Regions from separate parts of the Zea mays genome. Here regions 1 and 3 are each linked to region 2. A link is a contact called in public Hi-C data. All regions are on one chromosome and are shown on one strand. Each heading gives the region's core, a stretch centred on a gene start, on an enhancer-like site or on the middle of the called end of the contact. The rest is flanking DNA. Distances are from core to core; before and after follow the strand shown. Region 1 holds the start of LOC100282915 (TMV-MP30 binding protein 2C). Region 2 holds the start of LOC103632907. Region 3 holds the start of LOC100384451.

Region 1 (3,599 bases), core at 1,086-3,585, 260 kb after region 2:
TCCATAGAAGCTACATCAGCTTGGAGCTCTTCCACCTTTGTACTCGACACATTTGCCTCCCACTCTAACTTCTCCAGTGCCGCCTGCTTCTCTGCTAGCATGATCTGCAAAAAAAAAACGGAAGTTGCACAGCAAGTTACTACGGTTTTGCTATCAAGTATGTGATAAGAGAACACCTTTAGTTATGTCGCATAAATAAAGGTTGCAGGAGGTGATTCCACATGATGCCAGCAATCTATAGCATGGCACAAACAGTATAAAAGTCGAAGGATCAAATATATCACAATGGACAGAAAACGTTTCAAACATAAATAACAGGATCACCTATTAGCAATACAATAATTTGGGGAAAAACTGCAGGAAGTGTAGAATTATGAAGTTGGCCCCCCTTTCGTGCTTGAATATGGATTCGCTGAACCATGGAATAACAACAGTGAATGCCATGCAACAGTATAGGTAGAGCTTCCTGAGAAGTGCCCCCTTTGTGATCAAGAGGATGAAACTTTAGACCATCTCCTTGTTACCTGTTCTTTCTCGAGGGAATTATGGTATCTGCTACTAAGGAAATTTGGTCTGCATTCTCTTGCTCCACAACCGGATATTGGCTCATATCTGGGTTGGTGGGAAGAGGTGGGGGCTGTTGTTAACGGACTCACCAAAAAAGGACTTGACTCCCTTATCATCCTGGGAGCCTGGATTTTGTGGAACCATAGAAATAAATGTGTCTTTGATGGTTGCAGCCCTAATGTTATCATGAGTCTTAGAGCTGCTGATGAGGAAAGAAAAAAATGGGAGATTGTCGGTGCCAAGGGCCTTTTCCATTTGGCAGCACCATTAGCTGAGAATTAAGGAGGGCCTTTTGGTTTCCTTTGGTAGCTGTCCTATTTTGATGGATTTTTTTATGTATGCTTGCTACTGGCCTCCATAGGGAGGCCTCTTGTATTGGTCTTCTTAAGACCACCCCTTTTTTCTGCTTAATATATAATGGGGCGCAGTTCTCCTTCGCTTTCGAGAAGAAGAAAAAAGTATAGTTAAAGCCTCAAAGTATAGCACCTGGAGTTCCTTTGTCCAGTACAGTTCAACATCAATCATGAAATGATAATACAAAGATGGACTAACTAGTGGGATCATCCCAGGTTTATAAAAAGTGATGCATATCTAATGACGCTATTTTCTATATAACCATTTGAATTAGCCCTTAATTGGGCTGCAAAGTATTATCAACAACAGTGAATGATACCAAAAGAAAATCACAATTGATTAATATTACCCTAAAACAAAAAAAACTACACCTGTACAGCAAGATATCAATTTTCTCTAACAATAATGTGATCTTTCTCGCGTGGAATTACAAAGAAAAAGTGTATTCAATGAATGTAATCCACTACAAAAGGTATTGACCACATCTTAATTCACCTTTGCACCGTGCAGCTCTGAACCAGTAGATTCAATCAGCAATTCCTTCTCGGAGAGCTGGCTCCTCAACCCATCAACTGCTTCATTCGCCGCAGTAACTCGGCCGATCAAGTTCTCTGCGGATCTTAGAGCTTCATCTTTTTCATGCAACTTACTTTGCAGGCCACTAAGCTGCTCCTGCAGAGCAGCGACCTCTTCTCTCCGCTTCTGAGCTTGATCCACTTGTGGCCGCTTCTTGGCAGGTGTGGCTCTTGATGGCCTCACGGCCTTTGGAGGGTCAGGAACCTGCACATAGAGATGTTTAGTACTCCACAGTAGCATGGTGCATTTCTGGTAACCGCCAATGTTCACTATTAAAAGATATTCCCCGCTCTACTTCATTAATGCAGTGTCCCGTGCCCAGTCACACCAGCTTCTATGACACTACTGGTACACGAAAGACGAAACAAACAAAAAAAGATTTAAACATCGATCACAGGAACCCCACTTACTACCCAACAAAACAAACAACTGATCCCAAAAGCTAAAAAGACCAGAGCAAAGTTGCAGGTATTTCGAAAGGCATGAGTGGAACCGCACCTTCTTGATCTTGCTCGGGGCCGCGGTGAAAGATACGGAAGACAGCCTCCTGCATCAGAGAATGCGAAACGAACAGCTGGAGCGAGTTCAAAAAGATTCAAACGAAACGGCGGTGCAAATGCAGATCAAGGGAAGGGAGACCTGGAGGAGGGAGCTGAGGCCGCGAGACCGCCTCGGATCCTCGTCCTCGGGGTGGGACCTGCCGGCTTCTCAGCCATCTTCTCCGACTAGGGATGCTGCGGCGGCGGCGGCGAGGGAGGCACGGTCTCTCTCTCAGGTCAGGTAGTTCGGGGTACGGGGAGTGGTGGACCGATTCTATCCGGCACTGTCGTGGACCCGTGAAATTGTCCGAAGGGAGCTTACAACACTAGCACTACCTGTGTAGTGGGCCCAGGGTATGGTTGAGTAGTACACCGCCTACCACTATCAGTCTATCACCGAGCTTTTCTGTAGCTTTTCTTTTAAATTATTATACGAATAAATTGTCTGGATAAGAAATTTAGGGAAGGATGTTTTTCAGTGGGTCCGGCACCCAATGCCCTGTCCAGATTTCTGGGGTCCAAATTTATTCCATACTCTTCTGCACTAAAAAAATATAGTCTAGAATAGTACTCCCTCTGATTTTTTTTATTTACCGTTTGTATGTGAATTTGAACTATCTAACGTCAAATAAAAACAAATTGAGATACTATAGATTAAGTTATTTTAAGTTTGATCAAAAGTATAATTAAGATTCTTTTTAACATAGTTCCTATTCGAAATGCCTGGAACTAAGAGTTAGCATCTAAAATTAGCTATGGAATTCCGAACACCTTCAGCTAATTGTTAACTAACCTCACATTTAATAATTAGTACATTAGCTAACTACACCCACCTAAAACCAGTTAAAACTTTGTAAAAGATTCCCTACCCTTTCAAACTCGTTCGTCCATTCTCGCTATAGGTGTATATTCGGGTCGTCTCAGTCCGGCTCGGCTCAAGCCTGAAAAGGTACGACGTGTTTGAATTTCGAGTTAGGTCGACTCGTAATTATTATGGGTTAGGTCGTGCCGGCCCATAGCCTTAGCCATCAGCCCACGTCCCGACACGTAATTGTTTAAATGTGTCGGGTTTTATTTTAGGTGCATCATTATTTTGGGTGCATCGAATTTATAAAAAGCCCGAAATTCCATTTATAGCTCAAAATTTACATCAGAGCCCAAAATTCACACAATAGTCCAAAATTAAAACCAAAATTAATGAATAATAATAAAACATAAGACAAACAAATTTAATCAAAAGATAAATTAATGTCTCTATTAAGTTACCATAGTTGTGCAATGATTGCCTCGTTAAAACCCCTTTGGCAGAAGGGAAAAAGAGTACAACCAACTCAAGATAGAGTTTTTAAGTTCAATTATTGTCTAATGTTTATAGGAAAAGTAAAATTATATCACATCCTCTAATTCAAAGCTACAAAAGAAAAACATATAACTAGTACAAACTCTAGCTTTGCATTTTTAAATACATGGAAGTACAAAATGAAGTTTCGTTTTAACAAATATAAGAGTCATTTTGTGTCTATCTTAAACGGGTCGTGCTCGTGCCCATCCATGGGTCGTGAC
Region 2 (3,812 bases), core at 1,136-3,635:
TGACCACAGAACAATTGGTTTCATTACTGTTTGATGTATCTATTTTAAGTGGTTGGCTGAACTTGGAGTATGCTCTTCCCAAAGAATTGGTTTCAGGAATATGTTCTGTATCCTTATGAAGTAATGGTTCACCCATAGAATTCGGTGCTTCAACAGGACACGTCAGAGATGGTTTCTTATTTGGAGAATGCATACTAGTAAGATCAGGATGGCCACATTCTGAAGTATATTTGTGGTGCTGCTCCACTGGTTCACTGTCAGGGTTCAAATTTCTTGACTTAACATGATTAAGCAACAACCTTCCCATAGAATGAGGTCCCTGAGAACTGGTAGAAGATGGGTCTTCACTTGAAGGATTTGTAAAAGCAAGATCAAGATGGTTACTTTTCAGACTAGATTCCTGCTGCTGACCTGTTTGTTCACTGGAAGGATTCATACAAACTGATTCAGCAACATCAAATTGAAGTATTTTTGGCTCAACCAGTAAGTGAGTTTCAGGAATTCGGTGGCATAGGCATACACTATCTGCAGTGTTTGGCTTAGAGAAATCTGGAAGTGGCGCACCCAGTGAATCTCTAATAGAACAGTTGTTACTGACCCCGATATCGCTATCAGAACAGATAATTTTGTTCTCCACAATCAACGGCGGGAAACCATCTAACTTAACTCCTTGGTCTTCAGGATTGTTGTTGCACTTCAAGAAGTCAATTGACTTCCCTTGAATGGCACAAAAACCACTACCCTGGCCTGGATCTGATGTTGTTGCAGCAAGGTTTGGGACATCATCACACGGCATCAAAGATGATGCAGCAGCTCTGTTTGACCCCACAGTCTTAAGGTTAGACCTATGCATCCCATCACAGCTTCCGCTCTTTGCAGCTTGATCCTGTCCATGCACACGATCTTCAATATGCATTTGCCTTGTCCTGGAACGCTGAATCCTTGAAAACATTTTGTCTGCAGTGCAAGACTCAGTAAGCTCCTGGGCAAGTGAAGACTGCTCTTGATGCTCCTCTTCATGTTGGTTAGTACCCATAGCAGTGCAATTAGTGTTTGGGTAGCCATCATATCCATTTGGATCCCCTGATTTTGTGGACAGAGTGCTAGGAATAGCTAGAGGCAGAAAGACGGTCCTATTGATAGCTGGTGTTGTGATCTGTCTTCCAGTCAGAACAATTGGTTTGCCATTCAGCTCTACACATAAATGGAGTACTTAAATATATATAAATAAAGCGCAAGATAGTAACAGTGCACAAATGGATAACATGAAACAACATTCACAGCATAAAAGTTAAACATAATGTACGAACGTTCAATGATGGTTGAGGTGCAACACTTAGGTATTTCAATGTTACAAAAGTTTATTAGTACTGCAGACTCCCAAAAAAATACAAACACAATGATAATTATTTTTCGTTTCATTTATTAGCTGAAAACTATATTACCTGTGGAACCATTTAAAATACAATATAGTGGCAATGACAAACCATAATGTGTATATATAGTTATGCTAATGTTCAGTTGTAGTCATCGTACAGAAAGGCTGAACCCTAGGTTTCTCTAAATCTTAAGTAACATAATCCTCATCTGCAGCGCTTCTCTGATGCAAATTACTGCTGTCATGACTCATGACCATCTTGCCACAAATACGTGGGAAAATATGCCATTTTATTACTAGCCAGCGAATTTTAAGCGTATGGCCTCCTTGCTCTGAAAACGAACAAGCTACACAGCAACTCACCTCAAAGTATCTCGCATTTAACAAATTCGGAGGAGCTAAGCTAACCAAATTAATCCTCCACAAACTGTTGTCGCTGGAAACAAATTGTATCCAGCTACAACCTGCTATAGGGAAACCTAAGCTCGAAATCACCACTATCCACCAACCCTACCATTGGAGCTACGCGAGCCTTGATCCCAATCGAGATCAGCCCCAACAGCCAACACAATCCACCACCGCCCCGCTCAGGAACCACCCGAATCACCAGCGCGGAGACAGAAGAGCAAGTGATGGAGAGGGGGGAGTTGGGACGCACCTTGGGGCAGGGTGGTGGAAGGGATGAGCCATTCCGGGGGCTGGTGACCGGCGGCGAGGAGGCTGGAGGCGAGGGTCTGGGAGTAGAAGTCGGCCTGCTGCTGCACCTGCGCGGCCACCCGGTCCCTGCTCTCGAAAGCCTGCATGAACAGATGCTCCATGGCTGACCGGCTCGGCTCTCCGGAGGTCGCTGCGGGGCTTAGGGTTTGGGCATGGAGGTGGAAGAGGGCCAGCAACGGTAAGCGGGTGTAGGAGTGGGACGGTGGTGAAAGGCTCGAAAATTTTGAATCGGGCAGGAGGGCGACCGAGGCTGGAGTGAGGAATGGGACGACAAGATCTGTGGCTTGTGGGGGACGCGGTGAGGTCACCGCTTGTGGTCGACTCCGACGGTCTCGATGGCTGGATCTAGACATGTCAACGGTACGATACCACTAAGGTTCAGTTATAAAAGATGAAATCATAACATTGATCCGGATCTAGATTAAATAAATTTATACCTCACACTAAATTCCATAATAGAGTTAAATTCATTATTTAATCTATGTATCTCATAAAGCTAGTTATTCTTTTGATCTATAGATTCTAATATAAACTTGTGAAATATCTTCATAGATTTGTTCATACTTAATGAAATATGGATAAAATTCATATCTTCCCTAGTTTAAAAAATTCCAAACCCTTGAGTTATAATCTGTAATGGGTTTAACCAAAATTTTGAGTAGATTTGGATTATTTTTGGATATGGATTGTGACATAAATTTAATTCTAATCCATGCAAATCTAGAGTTGGATTGGTGTAAACGAACAAGACGTAACTCGTTGGAAATTCTCGATTGATTTGGTGACAAGGGGATCATGGAGGATTGGGTGTTGGAGGAAATGAACTAATTTCTCTCTCAATCCCCTCCAATCCTCCTGTGACCTCTGGTCACCAAATCAGCCAGGGTTAGGGTATGAAATGAAATTGTCCCCATAGGTAAAAATATTAGACAAAATATTCACTCATTAGGTAAGCAGGTATGGGTATTAGAAGCAACCATCCAAACTCGATTACCCATGGGTAATATTCACCCAGTAAAAATAGTTGTGCAACCTAATAAGCAATATGTACAACAACTAACCCTATCTATCCCAACCCGTTTAAGCACTCAGCCACCCAAAACCTAAACAGCCAGCCACCAGCCGCCTGCCCACCAGTATATGTGTCACTAGTTTTTATTTTTATTGTTTTGTATGGTTAAACTATGGTTTACTTGTTACATATCAGATTTAGTGGTTGTGTATTGTTGTTGGATGTCGTGTGGCTATTAATGTCATATAAAATATAATGTGATAATATTTTTCTTGTGGGGGATGATGACTAATTGGGGACCCGGTACCTGAATGGGTACGGGTATGGGATGAATCTTATATCCATGATGGGTATGAGTATGGCGATGGGGATGAATATAACTTCATGGAAATGGGTATGGGGTGTCCAAACCCGATGTGGAATTCCCCATTGACACCTCTAGCTGGATCTGTCCGCGCGCGTATGGATGGCAACACCGAATTCCCATCACTCGTTACTATGACAAAAAAAATTCCACACGAGAATCCCTACAAACGTTTGTGAGGGACATTTCTTATTCATCTCCGTTCTTCATAGGGATAAATCCCCGGCGAGATCCTTGTTTCTGCTTAAACTGCAATTAGGATGTATATCTTTTATTATTAATACAAAACATCATCACTTATATACATTGTTAGATGTAAGAAATTATTATGTATACATCAA
Region 3 (3,820 bases), core at 571-3,070, 390 kb after region 2:
TTTCTATGATGACGCGATTATTGCGTCACCTTTGGAATGCGTGGTGATTGTTCTATTGCTATGGTTTATTTGCTCCCACCTGTTGCTATAGTACGTGGATTGTCTTTCAAGCTCCTTGGTGTCAGTGTTGATGCATTGGTGATACAGATATAGGGAGTAGTGATAGTCGTAGAGTGGAAGTAAACCACCTTAGGGCCTGTTCGATTCTGCAGGAACGCACCAAGAATTGTTCCTGTTGATAAAAACTTATACAAATTAGAAAAGCAATCTGGCCAGTAACAGTTCCGGTAGTCCATTCCATATCAACCGAACGAGCCCTTACTCGGTTAATGAATGCATCTTGGATCCGTTCCAAATGAAATCAACCTCTAAGTAGGAGTAACTCCTAATTCGAATTATTTTAATTTTGATCGAATTTATAGAAGAAGGAGAAAAAACATTAATATCTGCGAGACCAAATCAATACCAGCACTAGACGCATCATGAAATAACGTTGCATAATATGCTTATTTTGGTGTTGTAAACGATCTTACCATCTCCCATAAAGTTGGTCAAGTACAATATAGTTTGGCATAGTTCTAAGAAATGGTTTTATTTTTAGGGAGGAGATAGTAACAGTGAAAAGCACCGTCTCTTCTTCGCAGAAACGGCACTCTAGGTGGTAGAGCTCGCTTGAAGGGTGGCTACCAACGGGGAGAGTGGGGGAGCAAGAGCGCGCGTGTCAGGTTCATCCTGTACTGACTCATCAGTTCACGCCTTGCCATGTCTGATCGTGTCCTAGACGATAATAAGTCGACAGGTTCAGGCTAGGTTAGACAGCTGCTCCCAGAAGTGTTTGTTTGACAGAAGAAAACCTTACGTGTCAATTGTGACGACCGCGTGCCAGCTGCTTATGCAAGTATAACCCTGATAATCAGACAAGTTTTCTGTTGAAGACGATACCAGAATCTTACCGCTATTGCTCCAACCCAGTGCCAGTTTGGTAGCACGCCAAATGTGATGCCGTTGCGAGAAGAAGAGCAATCTCGCAGCGATTGGTCCAGAGCAAACATTCCTCTCCCTATACGCAAAGCGATGCCTGGCTCCAGCCAGGGGTGGCTCACTGGCCTTTCTCAAGCTGAAGACGATGAGGCCCCCCTCGGTTTTTGGATGGCTCCATGGGATCCATGCACAGAAGCAGCCCCACGGACATTCCGGCTGTCATCCACTCCTTTTTTTTTAACTTTCCCATTTGTGGCATCTTATTTCTCTTTGGCACTTGGCAGGCCAGAACATTCAAAAGTGCCGTGCGGGTCATAGCCTAATCCTGCCCCACATGCCAGTGTCACTAGTTGCAGATGACCCGTTTTTTCTCTGATATATCTCCAGTCTCATATATCTCAGTCTATCTTATATATAAGCCGGAATTTTTATTAGCAATCTCAAAATCTTCTGGCAGCACAAACCGACGTTAACAGACTTTTTCTTTGTTGAGAACCTATCTTTACAATATACATCTTTTAAATTTAAAACATTTATCTTTTAGATATTAGCACTACACTAGTTAATGCTTTAAAATTGGGTTCGGACAAAACTAGATGCACTCGACTCGCATCTGTAGTTGTCCAATGCGCGTGCTGAAGTCAAACCGGAGGCTTCCTGCACCGAGTCCATGTCCACTGTTCCCCCGACATACAGACCCCGCACATTGGTTTTCCCCTCACAGGCCCGTAGCCTCTGCCCACGCAGGGTCTCAGGCCTCCCTCTCGGCTCTTGCACACGGACAGGCCCCGTGCGCGTACAAATAAGCCAAGCTGGGCGGCCATCCACACGGGCGCGAACTTGACACGCGCCCCCTGCCCCGCCGCCGCAGTTCTCACCTCTCACGGCCACGCCGGCACGTCCGCTCGCGCGCACACTGTTTTTTTTTTCTTGGTAAGGGCCGGCGGCCGGGCCGATAATCGTAAAGGAAGGCGAGGCAATACACCCACCGAGAGAGAAGAACTAAGCTTTGGACACGGAAGATCGCAAGAGCCTCAACCACACTATTCAGGTGGCCTAGGACTCTACGAGGGACGTTCGTCGTGCCTCGGATGAGATGGGTGGCGGCGGCGGAGGAGGAGGAGGCGGGAAGTCCGAGAAGGCGCGGCGTTCGTCGGCGCGGGTGAGGTTGTGGGTCGCGCGCGCCAGCACCGTGCTGCTCTGGACGTGCCTCGTCCAGCTCGCGGCCTACCGGGAGCTCTGGGCGCCCAGCGTGCTCTCCAGGTGGCCTGGCTGCCTCAACCAGCCGCACGTCGTGCAGAGGCCATCGGAGCGTGTGGCGGACGCCGGCCAGACGCAGGCAGCGCGCGCTTTGGTGGTGCTCCCACCCAAAAGTAAGTTGGTGGCTTCTTGGTTCATGTTTTTTTTTTGTTTTTGGAATCAAGCTTCTCTTCTTCCATTGGTCAGGAATTTCTTGGTTCTGTCCTTCCCCTTTGAGAACTTTCGGTGTGAGTCGTTTCTCCCTTCTTACCGCGAAGAGATCATCTTCTCCCCACAACCTCCCCCCTCAGTGAACTTTGAATTGTCTAATCTTTCTCATTTCAGTTGCAGTGTACGTATTCGATGTAGGTTATTTCTAGTCCAATTCAATTCTGTGTTCGCTTTGTCTAGTCACCGGCCAATTTATTTGCCGGCCTAGCTCTGCAGATTAATTCCATTTGACCGCTCCATGTATTTTTCATGACTTCATGTACCTACGCATTACGTCAAGGCACCAGTAAAAGCATGGACGATCGTTTGATTTTTACCAATACTACGTGCAGGAATCTACAGGAACAACGGCTATCTGATGGTCTCCTGCAACGGCGGGCTTAACCAGATGCGAGCAGCAGTAAGCACTGTGTATCGAAATCTAAATACAATTGTCACAAGTTACATCTATGAATGTCTGCCATCGTTAAGCTTTATAATGTGTCTGATACTGAAAATTCAGGCCTCAAGGTTCCACCTATTTCTTGTTGTTGTTGTTGAGACAGATTTGTGACATGGTAACCATCGCAAGGTATCTGAACGTTACTCTCATCGTACCGGAGTTGGATAAGGCTTCATTTTGGGCTGATCCCAGGTACTATTTTCCTTTCTTTCTTTCTATACCGATTCTCTTTTCTGTTCCCTTTCTAAAAAGAACCGTTTTCTTCGGTTTATTCTTTCGCAGCGATTTCCAAGACATATTTGACGTGGACTACTTCATAGCGTCGCTGAGAGACGAGGTCCGGATCCTGAAGCAGCTGCCTCCGAGGCTCAAGAGAAGAGTGGAGATGGGATCCCTCCGGTCCCTGCCACCAGTCAGCTGGTCCGACATCGGCTACTACCGCCGTCAGGTTCGGTCGCGTCCTCCTTAACATCGCGAGCTGAAACCGAATCCGAAACCAGGTGAAGACTGTTTGTTTCATTGGGTGGTGTGGTGGTGGGGAAAAAAAACAGATTCTGCCTCTGGTAAAGAAGTACAAGGTCGTTCACCTGAACAGGACGGATGCCCGGCTCGCGAACAACGGCCTGCCCGTGGAGATGCAGAGACTGCGGTGTCGCGTCAACTACAATGCCCTGAGATTTACCCCTGAAATCGAGGATCTGGGCAGACGCCTGGTTCGAGCTCTTCGCCGGAACGGGCCCTTTGTGGTCCTTCACTTGCGGTATGAGATGGACATGCTTGCCTTCTCCGGATGCACGCACGGTTGCAGCAGCATGGAGGCTCAAGAGCTCACGAAGATGAGGTAGAGCTACATCGTCCTCGTGACGTCCCCCTCCCCAAGATTTCCCCAGGGTGTGTTTTTCATAACCTATTTTTGTGTGCAAAATA

Evidence for each region. Hi-C and Micro-C count contacts between places; a contact is called where the count stands out from the background.
Region 1: a contact with region 2 is called in a Hi-C map of bundle sheath, with 2.2 times the contacts expected there. The contact joins the promoter of LOC100282915 here to the promoter of LOC103632907 in region 2. A contact is called at or near these places in 3 of 25 Hi-C or Micro-C datasets (bundle sheath, ear and leaf).
Region 3: a contact with region 2 is called in a Hi-C map of leaf, with 5 times the contacts expected there. The contact joins the promoter of LOC100384451 here to the promoter of LOC103632907 in region 2. A contact is called at or near these places in 4 of 25 Hi-C or Micro-C datasets (ear, endosperm and leaf).

The regions. Positions count from the first base shown.
Region 1 is chr7:135,699,374-135,702,972 of Zm-B73-REFERENCE-NAM-5.0, reverse strand. LOC100282915 (TMV-MP30 binding protein 2C) reads right to left here and starts at 2,335. Exons shown (of 5, transcript NM_001155821.1): 1 at 2,137-2,335; 2 at 1,996-2,044; 3 at 1,417-1,701; 4 at 1-104. The coding sequence starts at 2,213.
Region 2 is chr7:135,961,515-135,965,326 of Zm-B73-REFERENCE-NAM-5.0, reverse strand. LOC103632907 reads right to left here and starts at 2,385. Exons shown (of 9, transcript XM_008654621.3): 1 at 2,037-2,385; 2 at 1-1,194. The coding sequence starts at 2,196.
Region 3 is chr7:135,572,377-135,576,196 of Zm-B73-REFERENCE-NAM-5.0, reverse strand. It overlaps LOC100384451, which reads left to right and starts at 1,820. Exons shown (of 8, transcript NM_001176987.2): 1 at 1,820-2,354; 2 at 2,784-2,851; 3 at 2,997-3,085; 4 at 3,176-3,341; 5 at 3,445-3,734. The coding sequence starts at 2,078. It also overlaps a transcript of LOC100285233 not described here.